3 separate regions of the Sus scrofa genome follow, and regions 1 and 3 are each linked to region 2. The links are chromatin contacts, called in public HiChIP or PLAC-seq maps. All regions are on one chromosome and are shown on one strand. Each heading gives the region's core, a stretch centred on a gene start, on an enhancer-like site or on the middle of the called end of the contact. The rest is flanking DNA. Distances are from core to core; before and after follow the strand shown.

The links. HiChIP or PLAC-seq counts read pairs in DNA pulled down with a chosen protein or histone mark.
Region 1: a contact with region 2 is called in an H3K27ac HiChIP or PLAC-seq map of skeletal muscle, with 7 times the contacts expected there. The contact joins two enhancer-like sites. A contact is called at or near these places in 1 of 47 Hi-C or Micro-C datasets (embryonic fibroblasts) and 2 of 2 datasets of contacts at active chromatin or transcription factors (alveolar macrophages and skeletal muscle).
Region 3: an H3K27ac HiChIP or PLAC-seq map of skeletal muscle shows a contact between it and region 2, with 8 times the contacts expected there. The contact joins two enhancer-like sites. A contact is called at or near these places in 2 of 2 datasets of contacts at active chromatin or transcription factors (alveolar macrophages and skeletal muscle).

What each region holds. Positions count from the first base shown.
Region 1 is chr5:90,674,694-90,679,346 of Sscrofa11.1, forward strand. It overlaps the pseudogene LOC110260824. Among named protein-coding and RNA genes, the nearest start is that of BTG1, 140 kb to the right of the region's middle. Within about 2 kb of position 1,733, at least 25 of the 83 cell types and tissues checked have an H3K27ac peak or open chromatin away from gene starts, as enhancers often do. A contact at or near this core is called in skeletal muscle, where this site is marked.
Region 2 is chr5:91,509,096-91,513,703 of Sscrofa11.1, forward strand. All of the region lies in intron 4 of LOC102159901 (a long non-coding RNA gene), which reads left to right. Among named protein-coding and RNA genes, the nearest start is that of DCN, 170 kb to the right of the region's middle. Within about 2 kb of position 1,921, at least 64 of the 83 cell types and tissues checked have an H3K27ac peak or open chromatin away from gene starts, as enhancers often do. A contact at or near this core is called in skeletal muscle, where this site is marked.
Region 3 is chr5:90,727,684-90,732,050 of Sscrofa11.1, forward strand. All of the region lies in intron 3 of LOC106510428 (a long non-coding RNA gene), which reads left to right. Among named protein-coding and RNA genes, the nearest start is that of BTG1, 85 kb to the right of the region's middle. Within about 2 kb of position 1,923, at least 11 of the 83 cell types and tissues checked have an H3K27ac peak or open chromatin away from gene starts, as enhancers often do. A contact at or near this core is called in skeletal muscle, where this site is marked.

The DNA.
Region 1 (4,653 bases), core at 483-2,982, 830 kb before region 2:
GCATTGTGTTGATAATGGGGAGGCTGTGCTAGTGTGGGGACAGAGTGGGCAGGGAAATCTCTGTCTCTTCCTCTCAGTTTTGCTATGAACCTAAAACTGCTCTAAAAAAAAACAACCTTTTTTTTTTTTTTTCCGGCCACACCTGTGGCATGTGGAAGTTCCCGGGTTGGGGATCAAACCTTTGCCACAGTGACGACACGATCCTTGACCACAAGGGAACTCCTAAAAAACCAAAGTTTTAATAACTTTTTTTAAAAAATCAAGTTTTGTAAAAACAGCAAAAATAAAGATACTAAAAAGCATGATTAAATCAAAAGTTGCAAGAAAAACTTGCAAATAAAAATTGCATGTAGAGTTCCCTTTATGGCTCAGCGGTTCATGAATCTGACTAGTATCCATGAGGATGCAGATTTGATCCCTGCCCTTGCCCAGTGGGTTAAGGATCCGGCATTGCCATGAGCTGTGGTGTAGGTCGCAGATGCAGCTCGGATCCCAAGTTGCTGTGGCTGTGGTGTAGGCCAGCAGCTATAGCTCTGATTCGACTCCTAGCCTGGGAACTTCCATATGCTGCATGTGCGTCCCTAAAAAGCAAAAAAGGAAAAAAAAAATTGCACCACAGTCTGACCAAAGTCTGTAGTTTAGTTTACTTATTAATATTATACCAAGGATAATGCCTTAGTTCTGACCAATGTAGCACAGCTACATAAGATGTTAGGATTAAAAGAAGCTGAATGAAGTGTAGACAGAAATTCTCTGTGGCTATCTCTGCAACCTCTCTGCACAATCTTAATTCCAAAATAAAAAAGGCCAAAAAAAAAAAATCTCTATATAGCTTCCTTGTTCTACAGTTTACCTCCGTAAAAGATGAGTCATTGCTTAGGATGAATTTTCTTCCAAAAGCCCTTACTGCAATGAGTCAAGTAAGTCAGTTGCTCGGGGCGCATATGTGGACAGGACAGGCCTGGGTTCCAGGTCTGGCGCTGTTATTTACTGGCTGTGCGACTTGGGGCAGCTTTACTTAACTTCTGTCTCTGTTTATTTCACCTATAAAATGAGTACACTAATGCTCGCCTATTACAAAATAATCCGCAGTGCTTTGCCTTTTGCCAGACACATGGGCTGTGCTCAATAAATGTGACAGTTAGTGGTATTGATTGATATCTGTATATCACGTGTGTGTGTGTGTGTGTGTGTGTGTGTGTGTGTGTGTGTGTCAGAATTTAACCTCTCCACAAGCAGAGCTGCCTACACAGCCCTCAGCCTATCTGATGACTGCGCCAGATGAAATGCTAGACTTGTTTTGCTCTGCTTGGGGTTCACAAACAGAAGACTCGTTCCAGCCTTCTCTCAGAAATAGGATTTTCAACTCAGCCACTCTTTTATATTAAAGTAAGCACCATGACCAGATGGTCCCTGTTCTGGAGTTCCAGAATGACATTAAAAATGAGTGGGCAGAGGGACTTTATTAGTCATTTGTTGGCTTCATAGCAGCCATTTCCATGAAATTATAGGACAATGACAAAATTAAAGCAGCTTAGGCTGGGCTTTGGAAAGCTGGTCTCTGTGTCTACAAATACTCACAGGTCAGGAATGTAGAACAGGGGCAATAAACTAAAGAATTACTGCCTGCCGATCCCAGTTCCTTTTGACTGAGAAGCCAAGAGCTCTCCAGAGCTAGGCCCTGAGGAAAATAGTCTAATGACAGGAAATACTGCCCTGCTGAAGGAGGCCGGCAACACCTCGGCTTCTGGGTAGCATTACATCACCAAGGAAAGCTGCTGGAACCTGCCCATGAACAGGAACTCATAGGTGAGGAGAGACTGGAGTCCAACCCGGGACCTTAAGTCAACCCATCCAGGCAGCCGCTTCTGTTCAAGGCTTCCCCAGCGGGCCAGGCCCCTGCTTCGCCCGTGGTCGCCTTGGACCCGCCCTCCTCTCTGCCCTACCATTCCTCTGTGAAGCTACCTTCTCACTCCTTGCATCCACCTCCTCCAGCCCACCTCCCAGCTCGGGGTCTCGGAAGCCAATGCTGGACACTGGGGAACAAACAAATATGGAGCTGAGAGGCTCAAAACCTGAGCTCTGGTCCCAACTCCCCCCCACCCTTGCTTAGGCACAAAAAGAGACTAAGCATCTCCCACAGTCGCAGGGTTCTCACGTCGAATAGCTTCCTCTGCATTAAAAACAACAGCAACAAATTCCTCCCTTGGTCTACAGTGTCCACGTGGGATTGTTGGGAGGTTTAAATGAAACGTGTCAGTATCTAGTACCTTGTAGGCACTCAATTGCCACTAATTACCGTCCCCTTATTATTCATCGGAGAACTTCAGGAAGACACCCAGGGATTAGTAGCATAATTTCCACTGTCATTGGCCTAAATTTTGGCCTTGCTCCTAGCACATGAAAAGTAAAATGTCTTGGAATTTCAAGAAACCTTGCCTTTTGAGATTTTGAAAGCCAAGTGAGTATCAAACTTGAGTTGTCAGCTCTCTCTGAGCTCAAAATCAGAGATTTTGATTGTCATGCCAAAGATGTATAGGAAGTAATTTGTGAATTAAATGACCTTGTTTCTTAACACCCATAGGATATTTGCTTGAAGAAATTTGCCTACTCTTTCCACTTGCAATTTTACTCAAAATCCATTGAAAAGAGAAGAGTGAATGAGTCTTTGTCTAGATCTTGTGTCTTCTTAAAAGCTTTTTATAAATATCATCAAGATACTTCTTTTACTAAAGAAAAGACATAGAGGTGATTTGGATCTATTTTTCCCAAATCTTATCCACTTCCATAGCAGCTCCTAGAATTTCTAATGTGATAGAAAGTCTGCTTTTGTATTTTCTGGAGAATGACAGGGAAATAGAAACCATTTACGAGTGACGAAAAGGTTGTCTTAACTTTTCAGATTGCCTTTCCTTTGAAATCTCAGGTTTGATTCCTAAGTGCCTTTGGTTCCCAAGCAGACAAGGGTCAGTCAGCTGCTTTGTTTCACCTGGACAGCATGTTAGTGGCATCAGGGTAACTGTCATTTTTGGTACAATAATTTCATCCTGCAGCTCATACCTGTCTGCAGGCCTCAGATTTCTGAAGCCAATAATAATTGATCGAATGTTAACTAGGCTTATTGTGATGATCATTTTGCAGTTTTCATAAATATCGAATCATTATGTTGAATACCTGAAAGTAATATAATGCTGTATGACAGCTATACTTCCGTCTAAGGAGGCCTGCCTGCCTGGGTGGTGGATGGTAGTCCTTGAGCCTGCTGCTCTCTCACTACTGCTTCATCTTCCCAGTCCCCCCCCCCCCCGTCCCCGCCCCCCCCCGATGGAGGGAGCGGCCTGGCTGTGGATGGTCAGAGAGCTTCGACCTCCCGCCGCCCATCCCTGGCCCCAACCAGCACAGAGCAGATGGCGGCGGTGGCAGCAGCAGCAGCAGGTGAGGAGGAAGATGGCAGGAAGGCTGCTGGCCTGTGGCACGGGGTATACCAAACTAGGTTATGCTGGAAACACAGAACCACAGTTTATCATCCCTTCCTGCATTGCTATTTAGGAGGCAGAAAAGTGGGTGATCCCGCTCAAAGGAGGGTGATGAAAGGTGTTGATGACCTACCCTTCTTCACGGGTGAGGAAGCAATAGAAAAACCTGCACATGCAACACAGTGGCCAATCCCCCACGGTGTTGAAGATGGGGACTTGATGGAAAAGTTTATGGAGCGAGTGATCTTTAAATATTTAAGGGCAGAACCTGAAGACCATTATTTTCTTTTGACTGAACCTCCAGTGAATACTCCAGAAAACAGGGAATGTACTGCTGAAATAGTGTTTGAGTCCTTCAGTGTTCCAGGCTTATCCATCGCTGTACAGGCTGTTCCTGCCTTAGCTGCATCCTGGACCTCCAGACAAGTAGGAGAGCAGATGTTGACTGGTACGGGACTAGGCAGTGGAGACGGCGTCTCTCATGTCATCCCAGTGGCTGAAGGATGTGGGACTGGCAGCTGTATGAAGCACATTCCAATCGCAGGCCAAGATATTTTATTCAGCAGTTGCTGAGAGACCGAAAAGGAGGAATTTTTCCAGAGCCATCCTTGGAAACTGCTAAGGCAGGAAAGGAGCGCTCTAGTTATGTCTGCCCAGATTTAGTAAAAGAATTTAACAAGTATGATACAGACGGATCGAAGTGGATTAAACAGTGTACTGGAATCAATGCTGTCTCAAAGAAAGACTTTCCCATTGATGTTGGATGTGAGAGATTCTTGGGACCTGAAATTTTTTTTCATCTGCTTCGCTACTCCAGTCTTTACTCAGCCTGTCTCAGAAGGTGTAGATGAAGTGATTCAGAATTGACCTGCTGATGTCAGACGTCTCCTCTATGAGAACATTGTCCTCTCTGGAGGGTCAACCACGTTCAGGGATTTCGGACGATGCTCGCAAAGAAATTGGAGAAGAACTGCAGACGCCGGGCTGGAATGAAGTGGGGAATTGAGTGGTGGTAGATGGAAGCCAAAACCTGTTGATGTGCAGGTCATGACACACCACATGCAGTAATATGCAGTTTGGTTTGGAGGATCTGTGTTTGCTTCCACACCTGGATTCTACCAAGTATGCCACACCAAAAAGGATTGTGAAGACACTGGACCTGGCATTTGTCGTCACA
Region 2 (4,608 bases), core at 671-3,170:
GGGACCAAGGCTCTGGTTCCACTGCTCTGGGACCCACTGTCAATGAGACTTTCCCCTCAATTATCCATGTAAACTCAGAAACTAAAGCCAGGAGGGCTTTCACTCTTCTCTTGCCTTACCATATTCGTCTCTGAAGGGATGAACCTGAGCCACAGAGTCTGTTACCTCCTAGAATGGAAAGCATGGGTACAAAACAGAAGGGAAACAGGGGGGAAATAATATTTTAAAAACATATATTTTATGCAGATGTTCATAAAAGGCTTTATATTACTGATGACCAGTTGAGGAAAGAAAGTAGCTTTGACTTCCTATAAAGGATATTTTTAGCTCTTAAGAAGGGGAGGAAGGAAGCTTACTCTGTGCTTTTGACTCCAGCTTCAGCGTCACACTGGCAGAGAGGAGAGGACTTGTACTTTCTTTCTTCTCCCCTCTTCTCCTCTTACAGAGCACCCTGACGATGGCAGAGGGACAGCTGTCAGGGCTGGGGCTTGAGCACCTCAGCAGCTGGCAGGCACAGGGAGATAAGGTACAGCTAGTACTCACAGCCTCTTCTACTGCAACCACCCATCCTAAACTAAGCATTAGGCACACCCTTAGGGGTTGTGTAAGCATTTGGTGATGAATTCCTTTAACTGGCCCTTGGCCAACATGATAAAGCCAAAACTATAAAACTCACAAAAGTACTGCAATAGGACAGAATCCACATTCTTTCTAGACAGAGAATGTTGAAAACTGCATATATACCATCCTTTGGGGATTTCGTTGTTTAGGAACATAATTCCCTAGGTTAATTTTTTCCCCCATAGGAGACTATTTTAAAGTGAGTGCAAAAAAAAGTTTTTTACAGTGTATATTACCTCTCTAGTTTTCGTATTATTTGTTAGAATAGGATACTCCTCTCAGCAAACCACCTCCATGTTTTACGGCAACATATCTATTGAGGCTCATAAATGCAGTTAAGACCAATAATTAGCAAATGCAATATTTTATGACTATGCATTTCCTTAAACAGGTGACTCTTAAGTACTGCTCTTATTATCACACCTGATCACACAATAAAAATATAATTTCATTTTACTGAAATGTTTGATTTATGCAGGTCTTTTACGTCATGCCAAGAATAAAGGATAATTAAGATTTCACTCAATAATCATTTATCAGAAAAGCTATATTGAAGACAAAAAAATGCATTGAACTTGAAGTTTTCTGGGAAAAGAACATGTAAACAATGCATTTGCAATCTGTATTTTCTTGTCAACAGTGTTCTGGACTTGGTAACCTGTATGCATTTCCTATACAAGAAGTTAAAGTGTGTGTCCTTGTGTCTTACCTCCTGCTTGGAGCCTTTGAAGTGTCATACCATCCCTGAATTATCACCTGCTTAATAAAGCCAGTTTTAAACCATGAAATGGCTTATGAGCTGCTATGTGTTACATAACATTTCCAATGGTTACTGTAGCAACATTTTGTCCTGTACAGCATTTCAGTCCCATGTGAAGTAGACTGTATTGTTATAGGATGCTTTGTCCCATAGTAATGACCGCAGTGAAGCTTAAGAGTTTCAAACACTGACTCCCCACTCCCTTTTGTCCTACCTGAAAGGCACCTACCAAGCCCATTTTCTCCTTTCATTTAAGATTAAAAGGAAGGACGCTCTGAAGAGGTTCGTCTGCTGTGCAACAGCGACCCCTACAGGCGAAATGCCTTGGTGGTGCTAAAACCTCCCAAAATTCCATGTTTCTGCTTCAAATCAAGTCCCACTTTATCATGGGAGTCATCACAACATTAATCCAGAACTGCGTTTACTTTGAGAACATGGGATATTTGTGATTCCCAAAAACCAAAGTCCAAAGCTTTAGGAGCTTTACTACTTACTCTCCACCTCACACAAGTCTTTGTCTTCTCTTTGTACCATGTAAGGGAATCGTGATTGAGTTGCTTTCTATTCATCAGCAAGTCAACGTAATAGCATATTTGTGCATAGTCAGAACACAACGCCTTTGATTTTCTCTTTTTTTGAGCAGAGAAAACGCTCGGAAAATAAGTTAAAATATCAGGAAGGAAGAAAAAAAATCCTAGCGCACTTGCTTTTCTGGGTTTGCAAATGTGTGTAGCTCAGGCACCCGATGATTCATCCCCTGAAAGTCTGAGCACTCCATTTGTTTTGTAGATTTCACTACCCCCTTTGTTCTGCTTCAAACCTTTCAGAGGACTGAAATGCATTATTACCTTGTTAAATCTCAACCGAAATCGCTTCTACAGCCTGAAGCTGTTTTGACGTGGGTTGAGCATCTCACACACAAAAGAATTGCTTTTGTTCCCAGAAGCTCTCATTGGCTAAGTGGCCTTTGTACCGAGCCAATCAGAAGCTAGTTGTTAGGCTTCGCTGGCTATTTTTAGCCTCACTCGCAAAAATACTTGGTCTTGGAGAAGGTAGGCTGCAGAATGAAAGTAGCATGTTAAAGCAAACAGCTAAATACATTTTGCATGTCGAGGCATGTCTGGCATTTTTTTTTTAATTTTTCATGCGTTGTTATATTAGCATGTGTTTCTGTAAACAATAAATTTAGGAATAGAACTGCATTTTCAGTTAAGAATTTTTCTTTTAGCAAAGAGGCACTAAGTCTAAGAAAGAGTCAGTATTGCTTTTTTTATCCAAAAGCATCTGGTTTCACAAACTCACAAAAACGCCAGTTACATATAGGGAATACTAAGGGTTCTTTTTTTTTTTTTTTTAAGAATTTCTATGAATTTCCATTTTGAGTTAATAGAAATTTTCAATGACTTGTTAATCATGAATTATAAAGTCACAAAATCATTCTCTTGCTTGACCTTTAAAGATCTATATAATTCTCCAAACAGGTATGCACATGGTGTGTAGCAATTAAAATCATAAATATTCAGTATGTTTTATGCACAGTGATAAAGCATTCTCTTGATCGTGTTCTTTCATTTGAGCCATTACTCAGTAGACACAAGAAGTATTCTCCCCAAATGCTCTTGAAGTGACAAAGCATTAGAACACACAATTTGTTAATTATCCAATATTATTAGGAAATGAAAGTTACCAAATGAGAAAAGTTGGGCCCTGAACTTTGGTTTTCCATCAGCCGCCTGTTTCACTGGGCAAAAAGGAGGCAGAGTCGAATTGAACCAAAGTTTCATAACTTAAAGCATTTTATTTGCAGGAAGAGAGCCCTCTTCCTGGGGGGAGGTGGGGTAAGAGCAAATCTATGTCTAATTAGTAAAAACATTTTCAGGTTATAGATTTTCCCAGTATTTGGGAATCTCAGGTTGGGATTGTGACCTCATTTGCTGTGGCTTCCTTGCTTGTTTTAAGAAAAAAATCCCTGGAATTCCCGTCGTGGCTCAGTGGTTAACAAATCCGACTAGGAACCACGAGGTTTTGGGTTCAATCCGTGGCCTTGCTCCGTGGGTTAAGGATTTGGCGTTGCCATGAGCTGTGGTGTAGGTTGCAGACTCGGCTTGGATCTGGCGTTGCTGTGGCTGTGGTGTAGGCCAGCAGCTACAGCTCCGATTAGACCCCTAGCCTGGGAATCTCCATATGCCCTGGGAAGCAGCTCTAGAAATGGCAAAAAGACAAAAAGACCAAAAAAAAAAAAAAAAAAAATCCCTTTTTATTTCTGATTGCAAGCAATCAAAATGCTATTTACATGACACAGAGGATCTGTTATCATGAGTATATCCAGAAAACCGGAAGACTTCAAGAAGGAGCAAAGATTCAAGAGCCAAGCCTGGGATTGCGGCAGTCGTTTGTGGTGGGCTTCTGTGAGCAAGGATGGCCAAATGTACTGCAGGCACAGGCCAAGAAATTCATGAAAAATCCTACCACAGTGAATGGAGCACTGAGAAGTTTTGAGAGGAAGCTTTCCGTACTTGAAGCAGTACAGTGTTGAAAGGAAAAATTCCCTGGATTCCCAAGGACAAATTGGAATAGATGAAATAGGTGCTTTGGGAAGAATTATCTTTTTTTCTCCAACATCCATTTGGTGGTGCACACTGGGACAGGTTTTAAGAGGCAGCTATACAGTAGCTCCCAGGAGTTTAGTTAGGTTTTTGTAGACAACCAGCTGCTAACAATTTAGTTTAATATGCAGTCTTAGTAAATTAAAAGAATCTATAGATTGAGACCCAGAATGATTCATATTTATTTGCCCCGGCATAACATTTTGAACCCTAGTAGATATTAACCCATTGCCATGTTTCTATTCAAGATCTACATTTTATTGCTCACTTTCTTGTGTCAGGTGTTTTGGTTCCAGACATCTGAGTAATTCCTTAGTTTTATACTTGTCCGCTTAAAAAATATAATAATAATTTTAGAATCATGTTTATTTCTAGTGTCTCTTTGGATGTGTACTTAAACTCCTTGAAGACATAATAAATAAAATTTAAAAACTCTGCTACTCTTTTTGTATCTTAGCCTCTCTCCCTAGCACTGGTTAGTCTTAAGCCTGGATGGTATGCATTTTGTTTTCTGTGGGATATGAGGCACTTATGGGAGGAGAAACATGCACTTTACTGTATCTCCACAGGAGTGGTGACCAGAAAAGGCATCTTGCTAGATCCCTAAAGGGTAGAGGGGAC
Region 3 (4,367 bases), core at 673-3,172, 780 kb before region 2:
CAAGGTGACTTGCATAGCTGAGAATGCACTGAAAGCCAAGACTCACATGCACGCCCTCCTGAGCACATGCTGTCTCTCATGGTCCCTCTCAGTCCTCTTCACCTGGGGCCCAGGGACTCAGAAAGATCTGAGTGTGAAATTAAGGGGGTCTGTGAACTCGAAAGAGAAAAACTACATCTGCGTTTTTATTAGCCTCAAATCGAAATTTAGCTGTTTCTAAAATTACAGGGCAACAAATCCCTGAAGTGTCAGCAGTACCCGTGACGTTATTGCCAGTAGAAATTGCAGCTCTTTTCCGATCTCATTGCAATTGTTGGAGATGTCTCCTAACATGGCTTATGTGGAGTTCTCTATCCTCAATAGAAATCATTTCCGATCCTCCAGTAGATGTTTTTCTTTAACACAGTGATAAAGAAGCACGTCTAGGAGTTCCCGTCGTGGCGCAGTGAAAAAAAGAAGCACATCTATTACTTATAGATAGAAGGTTTTGTTTTTTTTTTTTTCCACTGTTTTGACAACTCTATGTCAGCATATTTGGCTTCCCTCATAATCTGCATACACACATATTTAAACATTATTGGGAAGGGAGTCCGTAGTATTCACCAGACACTCTCCTCCCCTACCCCAGGGGCCATGGCACAGACATTAAATGGTTAAGAATCTGTTTAAGTGTATCGGGCTTTTGAAGAAAGACATTGGAATGTAGGAAACATGATGTGAGATTGTAATTTAGAGGTTTGCAGCTTACTCTTTACATCCTGCCCAAAGATGGCCTTGAAGCCTTTTGAAAGCGTCTGCTCTGTACCAGGCACTTTTCCAAGCGCTGAGATGATGACATTCAGTGAACAGGCAGTGAGCAGCTCCGTGAGCTCGTGTGAAGCTTGTATCCAAAGGGATGAGGCTGGCAGAAGGTAGATAAAAAATAAACAGATCAAATAAATAATTACAGATAGAAGTAAGTTCAATGAAGAAGATAAAAGACCATGGACCAGCATTTGGATTCTTTTCCAAGTGCATCAGGAAGCTGTTGGATGTCTTAAGCAGGGTGGGAAATTGATTCTAAGAAGATAAAAGATAATGGTGGTTTGGACTCTGGAGTTAGTGACATGGAAATGGAAACAACTGGAAGGGAAGTGAGTTGTTTCCTTGCTGACCAATGGTTTCCTCATTCTGCTTAAGGAATAAAACTTCCATTTTAGAGATTATAAAACCAGTCCTCCTCCCAAACCACTAGCATATTCTGTAGATTAAATGATACCTGAACAGTTACATTAAGACATGAATTCAGGAGTTCCTATCATGACGCAGCAGAAATGAATCCAATTGGGAACATGAGGTTGTGGGTTTGATCCCTGGCCTCGCTCAGTGGGTGAAGGATCCGGTATTGCCATGAGCTGTGGTGTATGTAGGTTGCCAACATGACTCGGATCTGGCGTTGCTGTGGCTGTGGTGTAGGCTGGCAGCTGTAGCTCCAATTCCACCCTAGCCGCAGGTGTGACACTAAAAAGCAAAAAAAAAAAGCAAGACATGAATTCAAACTGGTCAATTGACATGATACAGAGAAGCAGTAGGATAGCTTGATACAAGCTTAAGCTGATAATTAAAATTCCTACAGAAGACGGAGCCACAGCTTCTCTGTAGATAGAAAACAAAATCAGGTTCTGTGAGAAAACTATGTTGACAAAGCATGCCATTCCAAACCACCAGAAAAAAACCAGGAATCGTATCATATTCCAAAGAGTCAGGATAGAGCAGCATTTTCAACAAGAGGCCGGCAAGACCACACTTGCAAGATGGAAGCCTGCTAACGAGCTCCCAGCAGCGCTGAGGGTCTTTGGTAACAAGGAGCCTCCAGCTCAGTGACACGCAGCTCGCCTCAGCAGCAGCTGTGTGATCATTGCTAAAGCCTGGCGGCCTCACACGTTGGCAAAGCGCCTTGTGTGATGATATCGCCAGAATTAGCTACCAGGGAGAGGATACAGTGCAGTCGTGTGGCTGCTTCTGTTGTTGTTTCCATTACTATTGATACCGTTTCCTGAGCGCCTACTCTGTGCCCCATGGTTTACTAGGAACTTTGTGTGTATGGTTGTCTTCAGTCCTCAGACAAGCCCACGGGTTAAGGACTACTGCTTAATAGTTCAATGTATGCACTGTTCTTATTGCATATGTAAGGTATACATTATATGAACAAAATTCTGCCTGTTGCAATATTTCCATCATGTAGAAAGTTCTCTTTGACAGTCCTGGGCTAGATGCTTGAGCAAATGTGCTGTTATCCAGTTCAGTAGCCCCTAGCTGCATTCATACTGAGCTCTTGAAAAAGGTGGCAAGAACAAATGAGGAACTGAATTCTAAAGGTCAGAGTTCCTGTGGTGGCCCAGCAGTACCAAACCCAACTAGTCTCCGAGAGGATGCGGGTTGGATCCCTGGCTTCGCTCATTGGGTTAAGGATCCCTCGTTGCTGTAAGCTGTGGTGTAGGTCACAGATATGGCTCGGATCCACTGTTGCTGTGGGTGTGGTGTAGACCAGCAGCTATAGCTCTGATTCAGCCCCTAGCCTGGAAACTTCCATATGCCACGTGTGTGGCCCTAAAAAAAAGAGACAAGAAAATGTTATTTATTTAAATTTTATTTAAGATGTTTGATTTGGGGAGTTCCCATTGTGGTGCCATGGAAACAAATCCTACTAGAAACCATGAGGTTGCGGGTTCAATCCCCAGCCTCACTCAGTGGGTTAAGGATCCAGCGTTGATGTGAGCTGTGTATAGGTCGCAGACAAGTCTCAAATCCTGCGTTGCTTTGACTGTGGTGTAGGCCAGCGACTACAGCTCTGATTGGACCTTTAGCCTGGGAACCTCCATATGCTGTGGGTGCAGCCTTTTAAAGACAAAAAAAAAAAAAAAAAAAAAGAGAGAGAGAGAGAATAAAATGTTTTATTTTTTTAAGTTAATGTAAATAGCCAGTGTGGTTGGTGCCTACCATACTGGGCAGCACAGGTCTAAGACCAAGTGCATACAGCTAGCAAATACCAGAAAAATGGATTCCATCTGGAGATTATCTGGTTCTGAAGTCACGGCTTTAAAAATTAGTAGTAGGTGGGCACACCCTAAAGCATGTTATCATGTTTGTGCCATTAGAACATTTCAGTTAGTGCTCCCAGCTGTTTTCCTGTCTGTGAGTCTAAATCCTGGTGCCTTTAGCAATATTCTGGATGCGTGGGCAGTGTCACCTACTGCGGATACTTGAGTATCAGAACCTCCTGGTTCTGTCCATCGGGCTAATCAGATGTGGAGGGAGGAAGTAAGACTAATAGAGGAACTGTTGGTGCTAGATACTTTCTGCTTGTCTCCCTGATCTAATCTCTCCTGTTCTCTGTTTTGCTGTGGTCTCAGGGTCCTGACAGCCTATGGTCTGCTGAACGGGACTTCCTGTCCCATGGCTTCTGGTGGGGTCCAGCCAGTGGCAGCTTCTAGATGGAATTGGAAGGGTAGGAAGGGAAAGAGGTTCACGTCTTTATTCCTCCCAGCTTCTCTCTGCCAGGCCATTGTCAGCAGTGGCTACATCATTCTGTTTGAGAACTAGCTCCTCGTGAGTGGCTCTCTCCTCAGTTGCAGGTCTCACTAGGTTCCAGTAATTGTCCCTCCTCTGACCCTTTCTGCTAAACCTGGTAACAGCTTCCCACTGTTGCCAGCCCTCTGGTGCTTCACTGAATATTGTTGGTTTCCCTTAATCTTGCCCACACCTTTGTAAATAATTCCTTTACTAAACTCCTTTCTGCTTACCCTTTTTGAATGCCATTTGTTTCTTGGAATGTCTTATCTCTTGCTAGAGACTCAGATGGTGAGAATATTAGATGAATTTAAAGAATAAGAATTATTAGCTCATGACCTAGTATTTCATAAAGTGGTTACCACATACTCTTATCCATACACACAAAAATGCAGCATATTACAGATTATATATATGAAAGCTTTGCCAAGAGGCAGCGTCTCATGGCCTGAACTTTGTTTTGTTATTACATGGATCCAAAGAGCATACATGAGCAGGGCCATTCACTGCAGCGTTATTTTGTATATAAAAAAGTTGAGACAAAATCATGTGTCCCATCAGAAGAATGGTTACAGTACTTGTTTTCTAAGGAAAAGTATGTAGTCCTTAAAAAGAATGAAAAATAACTTTAAACACCAAAATGGAAAACTATCTATGATATACCGTTGAGTGGGGGAAAAAGTTGTTAAACTGTACATGCAATATATTGTAATACTTTAAAGATACATGTGAATTCACCTGTTCCACGAATATATTGAATACTTACTGTGTCAGACCTTGTTTTAGGCTCTAGAGATTCAGCAGGAAGCAAAACAGAC